Linked DNA regions of Cyprinus carpio: region 2 is linked to region 1. Evidence: chromatin contacts called from public Hi-C data. All regions are on one chromosome and are shown on one strand. The core of a region is the stretch at or near the end of the contact, and the rest is flanking DNA. Distances in the headings are between cores, read along the strand shown. Region 1 overlaps LOC109094294 (cGMP-inhibited 3',5'-cyclic phosphodiesterase B-like). Region 2 holds the start of copb1 (coatomer subunit beta).

Evidence for each region. A called contact is a pair of places that touch in the nucleus more often than the background predicts.
Region 2: a contact with region 1 is called in a Hi-C map of skeletal muscle, with 3 times the contacts expected there. The contact joins the promoter of copb1 here to the enhancer-like site in region 1. A contact is called at or near these places in 6 of 8 Hi-C or Micro-C datasets (liver, red blood cells and skeletal muscle).

The regions. Positions count from the first base shown.
Region 1 is chrB7:16,138,132-16,140,831 of ASM1834038v1, forward strand. The region is part of intron 1 of LOC109094294 (cGMP-inhibited 3',5'-cyclic phosphodiesterase B-like); the gene reads right to left. Among protein-coding and RNA genes, the nearest start is that of LOC109094296, 23 kb to the left of the region's middle. Within about 2 kb of position 1,365, at least 3 of the 8 cell types and tissues checked have an H3K27ac peak or open chromatin away from gene starts, as enhancers often do.
Region 2 is chrB7:16,171,338-16,174,037 of ASM1834038v1, forward strand. It overlaps copb1 (coatomer subunit beta), which reads left to right and starts at 1,310. Exons shown (of 22, transcript XM_042727537.1): 1 at 1,310-1,466; 2 at 2,311-2,452. The coding sequence starts at 2,362.

The DNA.
Region 1 (2,700 bases), core at 115-2,614:
GCGAGCTGAAAGCTGCTAAACGAAAACCTTTCTGGCGCTTGCAGGGGGAAAAAAAGAAAACCACTGTAACCACAATGAGACGTCAACAATAGCGCTCACAGATCTTATCTAGCCAAACTACGTCATTTGACTGCATTTTCACGTTATCTGTCTCAGAGGCTCAGAGGAAAGTCACCTAACAGAAGCCAAGTCTCACAACACTATCACCAAGATAGGTCACAGGCTGTGTCTGTTTTTTGGTATCACGGAGTAGATAGAAACTTATACAGTTAAATTGCAAAACAAGTTGTCTAAATATGATTGAATGGTCTTGTAGACTGAAATTTCACTTATCCATATACCAAATTAAAGGCCCAAACTAACTTGCACAAGTCACAATCAACATGTTTAGCAACAAAACAAATATAAATTTCACACTCTAAACATGCATTTGAGAAATGTGATTTTAATATGCATTCAGCTAAAGATGCCTTGGTAACACTTTACATTAGTTAACTACTTTAGTTAAGATTAAGTATGAACAATAGGCCTAGTTCTACAGCATTTATTAATCTTAGTTAATGTTAATTTCAACATTTACCAATGCATTATTAAAATCAAATGTGCTTCTTTACATTAATGAACAACAATGAAGGACTGTATTTTCAATAAATACTGTAATAAATGTATTGCTCATTGTTTGTTCATGTCAGTTAATACATTAACTAACATTGACTAATGGAACCTTGTTGATAAGTGTTACTGATATCGGTTTCATTTGGCATATTTGGGAAGTATGAGCCATATTAGGCTGGTTGACAGAAAGTAAAGTGTTCATTTATTTTTAAACATCAAGGTTTTGGTTAAAATTTACATGAATATATAAGAAAAAAATAAAGATTTTAGGTGAATAGAAATTTTCCTGGCCACCTTATATTTTTGCAATACAATTCTACAGTCCTACAAAGTGACAAATGAATTTTTTAAAAGGACAAATTCAATGCAGTTTTTTGGCCTTATATTAATTAAAAGACTACATGTATTTTTATAAGAAATAGAAACATGTTGGACTTTATAATAACAACCCATTTATTTATTCTAAGTCTGGTTTATTTCTGTTTACAACAATAAAGAAATAAAATCCTTTCTTTCAAAGATGTAGAAAACCTTTCAGGGAAAACTGACATAAATTAATTTAGCAACCAAGCAAACACAAATTAACAAGAGCTCAACAGCATTACCAAAACAGTGGCATGTCACAGTCCTAAGATAATCAGACGAGCAAAGTTCGAGAGAGTTCTTGGCCAACAACGGCTCATATGTAAGCAGTCGCCATGTTAAACTCAGAAAGACTGTAACCGAATGGCAGCACAGCGTTTGCCCACATGGGGGAGTACTGGTGATATGCGAGAGAAGAGCCTGGTTTCTCCACATAACAGACAAAGCAGAAGTCCCCTGCACCTGCGCTGGCCGTGTCATGTGTCACTTCCAGCAGCTCTGATCTTTAAAACCAGCAGCACTCTGAGGCACTCAGAGCTGTCCAAAAGACATGACCACAGACAGCAACAGATGGAGCTGATAGAAACACACTCACCTGCTTTCACTGAATCAAGAGTAACACAAACATTAAACCAAGACACAAATGACTTAATTCCTCTTAAGTCTGGATTGGGATTTGATTACGATGTAGACATTGTGGCCTCTTGCTCTCAAATCAGATGTTTTACTGATCAGACAGAGATGATAACTGTTAGTTGTTAGCATCTGCTTAACACCATCAGAAATTTAGTATGGCAAATAAGCACTGCCATGGCAACCTGACAGAGGCCAGCAAACAATAGTACAAACGTCACAGCATTCAGAATGGCGGGAGATAGATAGATAGAGGAGAGAGGTGTCAGAAAAAGGTGTCTGACACTTTCTCTCACCAACACAGGGAAGGTTCTGTGGGTCAAAAATGACCACTTAACATCTGACTGGTCAGATACGTTCCCATTAAATCGAGCATGTGGCATAGAGCTAAATGAGTATATAAACACAGACTCGACTCTTGACCCCTCTGAATGCCCCACAATGTCACTTAGGCAAATCTCACTATGTTCTTTACGCTCTGTTGAGCTAGTGAGCTTCACAGATGGAACAGAGATTAACAGAAAAATAAAGGTGGGTCAGTTTCACTAAATCTGCTTCCTTGAATATTTGACAATATTTTGACTTTTGTATACCTGGTATTAAGATTTGTTTGGGTGACGTGAACAGGACTAAATGTAGGTACAAAATGTTTCATGAGCTATTCATACATAGCTGGAAAAGCACATTGTGTTCACATTGCATTTAGAGTTTAACTGCTAATCCATCCTGCTAGACTACCATTCAAAAGTTTGACATCTTTAAGATTAAAAATAGTAATAATACTTTTATTTAACAAGTGTGGATTTTTAAAGGAATTTAAATTGTAACAAAAGAAATTCTATTTTAAATAAATTCCCTTTTATGTTTTCTCTTTATCAAATGATCCTGTAAATATGTCTAATGCTTTCTACAAAATATTAAACAGTACAACTTGTTTTCAACATTCATTATAATACTGTCCTTTTTTTAAAAGCAAATCAGCATATTATAATGATTTCTGAAAGGTCTTGTTACGCTGAAGACTGGAGAAATGGAAAAATTCTGCATTGCCATAGAAATAAATTAAATTTGCATTAAATGCATTAATAT
Region 2 (2,700 bases), core at 60-2,559, 33 kb after region 1:
AGAGGGAAAGTCCCTCCAATGCCAATGCTTTAGGTAAAAAGAACCTGTATTCTGAACGAAGTTGTGGTCTTTCCTTTGAAGCGTGAACACAAAGAATTTTTTTTTAATGATCTTAAGATGACTCACATTTGTAAAAAGATCCAGATATAGAAGTTTATGAAAATGTAATATATTTATTCCATATCGACGAGCAAGAACAATTTATGCACTTGGCTGGAAAATTGGTTTGAAATTGTGGTTCTCGCATTATGGTTCATTTATGATCTCAAATGCTGGAGACTAATGCTGGTTCCATAATGCATTGAAATTGACCTTATTTACTTGACATCTGTGCAGCAATCCCCATAGCTATCTTAAGAGCTTTTCTATGATTCCAACTGCACAAGTGAAGTGGTTGAGTAGACAAGTCAATAAAACCACCAGTCATTCTCATGTGAGGATCATGTACACTAATGTATCTTCCAAGCATTTATGGAACTGGTAGAAAGCTGTTTAGCAGGAGGCCATGCTATTATTTACATAAACAAATGTTTATGTGCTACATTCTAAAAAAAGTCAAAAAATACTGTGTTAATTTGAGGGTATGAAGGTCTTTATTGATTTTTACAGCACCATTTTCCATTTTTCCACAGATATTATTCTTACAGTGTACTTTAATAAAATATAAGCTATAAATTATATTATATTATAAATATAAATACATTTATTACATATAACAGAGGTATATGGGTATTAGAAAAATACAAGAAATTCTTCTTTAAACCTCCTTAAATTGTATTAAATTCACTATTTATATGAATTTTCTCAAAAATGTTGCATTGTAATTATGAATATAATATATAACATTCAATAGTACAATATTATTCCAATTGTAAAAAATATTTCTATTTTCCATTTTTGTTTCAATTTTAGTTAAAGGTATAGTCATTTTAAATATGTCTATAGTTTTTAGCATTTTTTATTTCAGTTATTTTAGTACGCCAAGATAAGGTAACAAAAACTAGCTACAACTAGCTTAATTATTATATATATATATAATTTTATGGTTTTAGTTTTGATTAACTAGAAAAACCTATTTTCACACCAATAAATATACAAATAGATTGGGTTATTTTTCCTTATACATCTTGACTAACACGTGGAAATTTCTTCTTCTTCTTCTTCTTCTTCTTCTTCTTCTTCTTTTGGTGTTTTAAACCGGTTGGCAAACAAACCACAGGGAAATTTAAGTGTAATATTCCAGTATAAACAAGCACAACATAATCACAAACACATACACAACTCCAGTCTACTCTGCAACAAACTTTCGCGTTTGCGTAACGCGACATGTGGTTTGATCCTTCCGGCTCGCTGTAGTATTGATGTGGCCAAGTCAGCCAGGTTCCACGTCACTCGGAAGGATCAGAATTTCTTTAGACACGGATGCGCACACAGAAGAGGAGAGAGACCTAATACCTGTTTGAAAGGTAATAAATTGGCAGCTTTACAAAAGAGCACATAAATAAAAGACAGATTCATTGTTACTTTGAGCTGCTTCGAGCACGGAAGAGCTGGTGGTTTGTGTTAGGTTTGGTCGCAAACTGTTAGCGTGCTAGCTGTTACTGTAGCAGTGATGTCGAATGATCACGCAATCAATAATATAACTCTATAACCTTAAGTCCGTTATCAAGATGTGTTATTAAACAGCAGTGGTGATATTAATACGCTGTTATTTATAATAACTGCACAACATGGTGCAAATTGGTCTTCTGCCACGGCTGGTAAACAAACGTTAGCTGCTACTTCAGTGACTCCTGTGCGGCCGCAGACCTTGAGACTTCTGACGGGATACTGATATAAAAATTCTTGTTAACAGAGTTTACCATGAAATCACCTAAAATTCACGTAGTAATACATATACTGTGGAAGTTCCATGGTGTTCTTTGAAGTGCTTTGGAATGACACGTAAATACAAGGTGCGTGGGTATGGCAATCATTTAAAGGTGCGACCTGTGTTTTTAATGATAACAAGGTTTTAGTTATGAAAACTAACAATTTATGTAGTGCTTTGAGCTAGTGGTCTGGTCACTTTATGCATACGCATGAACAGAAAACTACCAAACAATACAGTAGTAGTCAACATCTGAAGTGGATCAAAACCTTTCATCAAAGTTGTCCTAAAACCAAAATGTGTTCTTGTATAAGGACAAATTTAATGAACTGTTTTGATCCACTTCAGATGTTGACTACTGTACCGAGAGAGTTGTCACATTATCATATAATTGACTATTCATTTGAACTTTTAGTGATGTGTTGCAGCCTGTGTTTCAGGAAAACTCATTCATTCTGAGTGGAGTCTCTTGAAGAGAAAGAGCTGACATCATGACAGCCGCGGAGAATGTGTGTTACACACTCATCAATGTCACCAATGACTCGGAACCACCGTCCGAAGTCAGCTTGAAAACTGATTTAGGTAATGTTCATGTGGAGTAGTTTATTAAATAAAATTACATTTATTACATTTCAATTTATATTAACGTGCAATGCATGCCATTTTAAAAGTTTGGGGTTGGTAGGGCTGGGCGATATCTAACGATATAATCATGAGCATCTAGTCAGTAAAGCCGGTTCCCTGATTAGCGCTAAATCGCCATCACCTGCTTTCAAATGGACCGGCATTTAATAGACAGAGCCGTAGTTCACTGACAAGGTACGCAATAT